Regions from separate parts of the Oryctolagus cuniculus genome. Here regions 1 and 3 are each linked to region 2. A link is a contact called in public Hi-C and Micro-C data. All regions are on one chromosome and are shown on one strand. Each heading gives the region's core, a stretch centred on a gene start, on an enhancer-like site or on the middle of the called end of the contact. The rest is flanking DNA. Distances are from core to core; before and after follow the strand shown. Region 1 holds the start of LRRK1 (leucine rich repeat kinase 1). Region 2 holds the start of CHSY1 (chondroitin sulfate synthase 1). Region 3 overlaps ASB7 (ankyrin repeat and SOCS box containing 7).

Region 1 (2,700 bases), core at 72-2,571, 270 kb before region 2:
CCTGCGCGGCAGGTGCCCAGTGGGAGACGCGCAGGTGCAGGCGGGCGGGAGGCCCAGCCCTGGTCTTCAGCGGGCGGAGACGCGAGCTCAGGAGCCGGCTTCAGGCTGCAGGAGTTCTCGCCAGCCTGGGGGGAGGGTGTGGGGTCCTCGGGGGTCCTGGGTCAGACGACCTCAGGAAGAAGGCGAAGCGTGACCGCCCCGTCTGCGCCTTCTAGGCCACGCTGCGGCTGAGCGCGCCTAACGGACAGAGCTCACGGCTGGGTAGAACCGGGCCATCCGCGGGTCCACCCCGGGGGACATTTCCCCAAGCGGGTTTAAAGACAAAGTAGGGCACCGCCAGGCCACGTCCCCTCCCGGGTCCGGCGATCCCGCGAGGCGGCGCTAGGTGGCGGGGCCGCGCGTGCGTCCCGCTCTGCGTCCGTCTCCACCTCCAGGCGTCTCGGGCTCTGCCATAACCGCCGTGTGGCGTGAGACTCGGACCAAGACGCTGCGCCCGCTCTGCGGGGAGGGCGGCCTCGGGGGAACAGGCCGGAGCTGCGGGTGTCCCCGAGCCCCCCACCCGCTCCGGGGCGCGTGCGGGACCCTGCAGCCGCGGCGAGGGGGGCGGCGCATTGTCCCCGCGCTGCGTGCGAAGCCCCGGGAAGTTGGCGTCGCCACGTCGCGAGAGAGGAGCCCGGGGCGGCTGGCTCCCGAGCCGTCGGCCTTGCCTCTCTCCCGGGCGGGCGCGGGGAGCAGGGGAGCGTGGACACTAGCCTCGGACCGAGGCGCCACGAGTGGCCGGTTTCCACCGAGTTTTCCTTGCCCGCCCCAGAGCGGACGGTTAGAAACGGTCCCCCACTTGGCAGCGCCTTGGCATCCGTGCGCCACCCGACGGCACACGCCATCGGCGCCAGAGTTCTCGGGAACTGGGATCCAAATGCAGGCTTGGGCCGGGGCAAAAGTCGTCCAGATCCAGGGGTGTTTTGCTTTCTTTCACAATCCGCATTCTCCATCCTCTCCCTACACCGCCCGGGAAGGAGCCACGCGCGAGGAGCAGGGCGGGACGCGGGGCGACACGCACGCTGGAGGCCCACCCGCCGAGGGGCTGCGGGTGCCTGGCGGAGCTCCGCGCGCCCCCGCCCCGCGTGGGATCAAGCAGGGCGCCCGGCCCCATGAGGGCGCGGGGATCCGGACGTCTCCAGCGTCAGTACCCAAGCTCTGCATCGCCTCGGCTTTGCAGGCTGGGGAAACTGAGGCGGGGACTGCCGGCGCCCGCGGTGGGAGGGCTGGCCGCCCTGCGCGCCGCCCGCCGCCCGCCCTCGCGGCCCGCCCGCCCGCCGCAGGATTGAGGAAGTGCGTCTGGGCCCGGCCCGGCCCCGGCGCGCGGCCCCAGGCGCGGGGGGCTCAGGGCGCGGGCACTGCCAGGCCCTGGCCGGCTGCTGTCCTGCGGGCCCACCCCGCGCGGCCGGACCCCGACCCCGCCGCCGCCGCCGCAGCAGGTAAGTGCCGCTCCGGCCCGCGCCCCCCGAGGGCCCGGCTGCCTCCTGCTGCCGGGCCTGGCGCCGAGCGTCCGCGTCCGCACCGCCTCTGCCTGCCCGTGGGTCGGCGCGCCCCGCAGCCCAGGCCCCGCGCTACCAGCGGCTGCGGGGTCGGGCCCGGGTGGTCTTCCCCGCAGGGGCCGCGGGCCGCAGCCCGAGGGGCGCGGAGGGCGCGGGGCGATCCTCCCCTGCCGCCCCTCTTCTTCCTGCCGAGCCCGGATCCCGCCAGCCTGCGGGAGCGCGGTCGTGCGGGAACCCCGGAACCCCGTGCTGGACAAGGCCAAGGCCAGGGCGGCCGGCGAGAAGAGGCAAAAGCGAGAAACACCGGGGCGGTTTCCTCTGCCTCTACTTGGAGCGCGCGCGGGTGTCGGGAAGGGACTCGGGGCGCCTTCCCCCTCCCCGGGGTCTGCGGCACGCGTCCTTCCCTGGGGCCTGGCTCTCTGCCTGCGACCCTGGAGCCTGCGGGCGACCTTGCCAGCGCAGACCCCAGAAAGGGGTGCGGGCAGGCTGGGGGTCCACCCTGGAAGGCGGTGGGCCGCCGGTGCCAGCGCCCACCTGCCCTCCCGGAGTTGGAGGCCGTGAAGGTTCCCCCCACCCCCAGTCACCTCCCCTGCCACGGTGGAAAAACAGGGGCCTTCGGTTCTGTTTTTAGCAAACCTCTAGCCGGAGGCACCCTATTTATATAAAACTCCCGCTCGCTCACGGGTAACAAGGTGAATTAGAGGAACCGCTAGAGTGTGCCCGATTTGGGAAAACATTGGCATTAGACACCTTTTATGATTTGATTCTCATTAGGCTCGCTTGTGGCCCAGAAGGGAAGGGAGAGAGAGTTAACTGCATTTTAACCTGCACCTAGCTTGTTCCCAAAGCACACTTTGGGGGAGGGGTAAGCCCCCCCCCCCCAAGTGCACTCTTAGGCCCAGGTGGAAGCCCCACAGTTGCCCACATTGTCCAGGTGCTGTCTTTAGCGGGTGTCCCACACTGTGCCCTGTCTGCCCCTCCTCGTCCAGGCCCCAGCCTCTCCCAGGTGACAGCCCCCTTCCGCTCCCGCTCCCCTTGGCGGCCAGAGTGATTTTGTTTTAAAATAACAAATGCACAGGACAGTGCTGGCCCTCTGTTCAGCATGTCTCCTGCCTCGCCACTGGCATGAAATCCAGGGAGCCCCTTGCTCCGACACCCCCAG
Region 2 (2,700 bases), core at 181-2,680:
TCGCGAGGGGCGTCCGCGGCCGGCGAGCGAGCGCCCTGGGTGCCCGCGGCCCCGACCCCGCGGTCGCGTCCCGGCCGCCTGCGCGAGGCGCGCCCCCGAGGACGCGCAGGGCCCGGAGCGCGCGCCGCGGCGCACGGGCGGGAGCGTGGTCCGCAGAGGGGGCTTCCTGGGCACCGGACGGTCCACGGAGCGCACGTTGCCCCGGCCGGGGCTGTCCTCAGATAAACCCCGCCGCCACGCCCTCGCCTGCCGCCGGGCCGACCTCCCGGCTCGGGCGCCGCGCTCCGTCCACACTGCAGCTTTGTTCCCGCCGGGCGGCCGAGCAGGCCGCCGCCTCTGGAGCTCCGGAGCGGCCCCAGGGCGGAGAGCGAGCCGGTGCACGCGGTGTGGAGCGCGGTCCGTGCGAGCAGGCGGCCGGCCGGAGGCCATCTGGAAAAAGGCCATGCCGGGGGCTACAGACAGTACAGACAGGGTTGGGATTCCGGCTTCTAGAAACTCGGCGAGGGCAGTGGAAGCTGAGAGGGGTGCATAGGGCCCGGGCGCGTGTGTAATCAGGGGGGCTTGCTACTTAGTAGCCTAAGGAAACTTGGAGAGCAGGATAGTGCCCCGCGCCGGGCAGACGAACCCAAGTTCGGGGGTGGAGAGCAGGCGTGGGTATCCCTGTCCGTGTGGCCCCGTGCTGCGCCCTTTACACACTTGACCGAGCTGTGGGAGATGGCGATGCCTTCCCGGCCACTCAGGGGTGGTCATCTTGTTCATTCTTGGGGCAATACTGCTCTCTTGGACATTTGTGACTTGCATCAAAAAATAGTCCATTACTCACCTTCCCACAGACGCCCTAAGAGGTGACCCACGTCTAAAAATAAAATACTCATTATGCAGTGAGTATAGGATCGCAGCAGTGGTCTTGGGAAAAATACAGAACATACAACCGTGAATTACAGGCTGGGAAACCGTTGGAGGAGGTCTCCAGTGGGAGCAGAGACCGCAAACGCCCAGAGCCGCCACCAGATGCCCCCGCTCAGCGACAGCCCCCCGGTTCACGGTGGTTTACAGAAAGCGCCCGGCCTGCTGGCGAGATGCAGCTTTCAGTTTCGTTACCTCCTGGGCGGCTTTGCTGTTTCCCAACCTGCTCTACACGCGTCTCCATTCTCTCTGCAGACCCCACCGGGAAGGGTGCAGGGGTGACGGGGACATGGCAGATGCCAAAGGCTTTGTCCTGATTCCTCGTGGCCGTCCCTCGGCTCCTGGGCGCAGGCTCCGTGGGGTTTTCTCTCCCGGTGTGGAAGGGTAAGCTTTTCGCCATCGCGGCTGAGCCTGACGGAGCCCCCAGGAGCAGCAGAGGAACCCATAAGGCAAGTCCTTGCAGGAAGAGCAGGCGTGGGTCAGGCTGCTTCCTGGTGGCTGGGAGAGAAGCCCTGCCCAGAGCAGCTGGTGGCTGAGCCAAAGCGGTTCCCTAGGGGACAGATCCAGATTGTTCCACGAGGGACCTGGGTCAGGAGACAGCCGGAGCAAATCCAGGGCACCAGAGACTTCCGTGGCAGTAACCCCAGGATGGCTTCGCCTCCAGAGACAGCCCGAGCTGCCAGGACCTGCAGGCCTCCTGACGCCCACCCCCAGTGCACCCACAGCCCCCTCCGTCCCTCCCTCCTTCATTTGTAAAGGTGAGGAGGAGGCGGGCTGGTTAGACTGTGGGCGCCGCACCGAGGTAAACTGAGGACTTCGGTGACTGGTGACGCTGGGGTCTTGACTGGCTGCACCAGAAACCTCTGCCACTGCCCATCTTCCTCGTGGTGTTAAGCAGCATCGTGGCTGGAAGGGGAACCAGACCAGAGCTGTGCCGGGCAGACTCCTGGCGACACACACCTCGGCCGTGCTGCGGGGCTCCAGGTCTGTGCCCTCCTGTCGGTAAACCAGATCCTGGCCCGGGCTCCTCCCTGGTGACTCCAGACTATTTAGAAATTCACTCAAAACTGCCAGAGCCACCATCTGACTTCCTCTCTCTTTTCCTGTGTGGGTCCCAAGGACACATAATTAAAACCCATCTCTACCCACTTTCTGAACATTTCCTCACGACTGCAACTTTGTCCCTACACAAGTTACTGGTTTTTTTCTTTTTTTTTTTTCTTTCCTGTTGGAGATTCACTGAGTGCCATTTACAGATATAGCATTTTGGATAATTCGCAGCGATTTCTTGGAAAGCCCTGCTAAAACCTCAATTGTTTGTGGGCAGCATGCCTCCAACGGCTGGCAGAATTTCCTGGAATCGCGCCCCAAACAGGGGTCCCTGGAAAAATGGGAATAGTTTTCTAAAACCATTCAGCGACGCCTCTTTTTTTTTTTTTTAAGATTTATTTAATTACTTGAAAGAGTTACAGAGAAAGAAAGAAGCAGAGAAAGAGAGAGAGAGAGAGAGAGAGAGGTCTTCCATTCGCTGGTTCACTCTGCAATTGGCCACAACGGCCAGAGTTGCGCCAATCTGACGCCAGGAGCCAGGAGCTTCTTCCGGGTCTCCCATGTGGGTACAGGGGCCCAAGGACTTGGGCCATCTTCTGCTGCTTTCCCAGGCCATAGCAGAGAGCTGGATCAGAAGTGGAGCAGCCGGGACTCAAACTGGCGCCCATATGGGATGCTGGCTCTGCAGGCGGTGGCTTTTACCTGCTACACCACAGTGCCGGCCCTGTCAGTGTCACCTCTTTT
Region 3 (2,700 bases), core at 196-2,695, 500 kb before region 2:
TGGCTTTAGGAAGCAGGTCACTGCCGTGTCAGGCTGTGAGCGTCCTCAGCTCAGGGGGCAGCGAAGTTCTTAAGTCCTGAGTGGGGAGCAGAGGGGCAAGCGGGATCTGCTGTAACGGAACTTTGATGTTATTGTCAGGAGTGCAGGCTGCAGACAGGGTGGTGCCTGGCACCCTAAAGGCACCCTTGGAGGGTGAAAGGCTGGAGTATAGGTTAAGAGAGAGCACGTGGAAGCAGTGGCTGGGCAGGTAGAGATTGGAATCGACACTAGGACAGTTTATTGTTTCGTTAGGATAGAGGTGATCCCCTAAAAACCCTGCCGGTCCACACCTAGCCCCAGCCTGGTGAGTGAGGCAGGTGCAGCAGGTCCCCGGGACCAGAGCTCTGTGATCAGTGGCAGGAGTAGCGCATATGTATGCTTTACCAGTAGGTGGCAGCAGAGTGCCATGGCAAAATGTTCTTGCTTTTTTTTTTTTTTTTTTTTAAGCTTTGTGGGGAATAGTTACAGTTTGATTTTCTTTCCTTTAAGACCAAGGGCGACAGGACAGCCTCATTTTCTCTAAATAGATAAAAGTAGAACTACCTCTGTGTCCTTTCTCTATACTAAATGATTTTGGAAACCTACACAAATGTAACTTGCTTTTGTATGTTTTATTAACAGCTCCTTCTTACCTGAAATGTGCACTGTTTTGGTATTATTCCTGTTTTACAGTTTCTCTGCCCCATCGATTCCCGGGAGAGCATCCGGCTGTTCTCTGTTGCAGAACTAAGTGATATTTTATCAAATAATACATGAATGTTTACACCCATAACTTTGGAGTCATTTAACATGTGAAAAACATTATTTTCTCTCTTCTGTAAACAGACCAGCAATTAAGGGCAGTGTATAAGAAGAAAGCGTTCTGATCTTAGTTAGGTCTGAACAGTTTGTCTTAGCCATTGAATCATGGCTTTGAAGGAAAAGACACAAAACTCTCTTGTTCTGCCATTGCCCAGAGAAGTCAGTGGGACGGAAGCCGCAGAGCACTGGCCTGTGGCTCGGTGGAGGAGCTGAGGCAGGTGACGGAGGAACGCGCTGCAAGGGTCAGATAACAGCTTCTCCCCAGTAGCAGTTGAGTGCCGGTTTTTGGAAACTTTTAGAAAAATGTGTACGGTGCTGGGGTTTCTCCGAGTTTGTCACATACTGTCCTTCTCAATTCTGATGAACGATAAAGTTCATGAAAAACCAAGAGTCCAGACTAGGCTTTTCTGTGGTGAGAACACGCGTTATCCAGGTCATTTCACTACAACCTTACATGCCTTGGGCTTTCCACAGACCACGGAAAGCCGCTGACAATTAGTATTTTTACCTAACGTGCCCTGAGACAGTCGGCCTGCCAGACGCAGTACGTCGTCATTTGGAGCAGCGGGTGTTGCGACACACACTTCTCTTTTAAGACCAAGAAGAAGCACAGGAGAAAATAAAACCAAAACCGAACAGGAGAGACATACGAAACAACACAGACACAGGGTAGGGGGTGGAGGGTGGCTGTGCCCCAGGCTGTGGTTCAGCGAGCCAAGAAGGGGGAAGTGGTGGTGGGGAGCTGGACTCTGTTCTTCGTCTGCCTGTTGAAATACTTGCTAAGTCTCCCTCCGTTGGCCCAGGCTGGGTCACTTTTCTGCTCAGGTTTATTTTCTGGGAAAATTAGCGCTTGGTAAAGCCGGGGGTGGGGGGAGAATCGTACTTGCTGCCTCCTGGTGGTGTTGGGTCTCCGCATGTGTGTGAGCCGGGGCACCAGCGTGCTGCGCCCTGGAGGGTGTGCTCTCGGCCGAGGTCCGCTAACGTCTCGCTTTGGTTTCAACTCCAGCCGACCCCACAGTGAAGGACTTAATCGGAGGCTTCACCGCTCTTCATTATGCAGCCATGCATGGCCGGGCCCGGATTGCACGCCTGATGTTGGAGTCTGAATACAGGAGCGACATCATTAATGCCAAAAGCAACGACGGCTGGACTCCCCTCCACGTGGCTGCCCACTACGGGAGGGACTCGTTTGTCCGGCTCCTACTGGAGTTCAAGGCCGAGGTCGACCCGCTCAGCGATAAAGGCACGACGCCGCTCCAGCTCGCCATTATCCGCGAGCGGTCCAGCTGCGTGAAGATCCTGCTGGACCACAATGCCAACATCGACATCCAGAACGGCTTCCTGCTGCGCTACGCCGTGATCAAGAGCAATCACTCCTACTGCCGCATGTTCCTCCAGAGAGGGGCAGACACAAACTTGGGGCGCTTAGAGGACGGCCAGACCCCTCTGCACTTGTCCGCCCTCAGGGACGATGTGCTGTGTGCACGGATGTTGTATAATTACGGAGCGGACACGAACACAAGGAACTACGAGGGGCAGACCCCACTGGCTGTCTCAGTAAGCATCTCTGGAAGTAGCCGGCCGTGTCTGGATTTCTTACAAGAAGTCACAAGTACGTAATGTTGTTCTTATTACTATTATTGCGTTGTTTGAGTTTGAGTCTTCTCAGGGCCTTCACGTAACTGCTGACGTAAAATGACCAGACGTTAATCACGCAGCGTCCCTGCCTGGCGAGTAACGCCTCATGCAGCCACAGCTTGCCTTCTACGGTCCTGTCTCACAGTGGAGTCAGTGGGGCTGGACGGAGAGGGTGGAGACGGAGAGGAGGGCAGAGTGGGTGCCAGCCTGGGAGAGGTGGGG

Evidence for each region. A called contact is a pair of places that touch in the nucleus more often than the background predicts.
Region 1: a contact with region 2 is called in a Micro-C map of ear pinna, with 4 times the contacts expected there. The contact joins the promoter of LRRK1 here to the promoter of CHSY1 in region 2. A contact is called at or near these places in 2 of 6 Hi-C or Micro-C datasets (ear pinna and psoas muscle).
Region 3: a Hi-C map of skin fibroblasts shows a contact between it and region 2, with 7 times the contacts expected there. The contact joins the enhancer-like site here to the promoter of CHSY1 in region 2. A contact is called at or near these places in 3 of 6 Hi-C or Micro-C datasets (ear pinna, embryonic fibroblasts and skin fibroblasts).

Annotation. Positions count from the first base shown.
Region 1 is chr12:10,187,408-10,190,107 of mOryCun1.1, forward strand. It overlaps LRRK1 (leucine rich repeat kinase 1), which reads left to right and starts at 1,322. Exons shown (of 33, transcript XM_070053315.1): 1 at 1,322-1,478.
Region 2 is chr12:10,455,982-10,458,681 of mOryCun1.1, forward strand. CHSY1 (chondroitin sulfate synthase 1) reads right to left here and starts at 1,431. Exons shown (of 3, transcript XM_070053316.1): 1 at 1,102-1,431. The coding sequence starts at 1,352. LOC138844529 (a long non-coding RNA gene) reads left to right here and starts at 1,217. Exons shown (of 7, transcript XR_011380436.1): 1 at 1,217-1,355; 2 at 1,461-1,664; 3 at 1,764-1,890.
Region 3 is chr12:9,960,801-9,963,500 of mOryCun1.1, forward strand. It overlaps ASB7 (ankyrin repeat and SOCS box containing 7), which reads left to right. Exons shown (of 7, transcript XM_008248763.4): 6 at 1,847-2,452. Among named protein-coding and RNA genes, the nearest start is that of ASB7, 22 kb to the left of the region's middle. Within about 2 kb of position 1,446, at least 1 of the 8 cell types and tissues checked has an H3K27ac peak or open chromatin away from gene starts, as enhancers often do.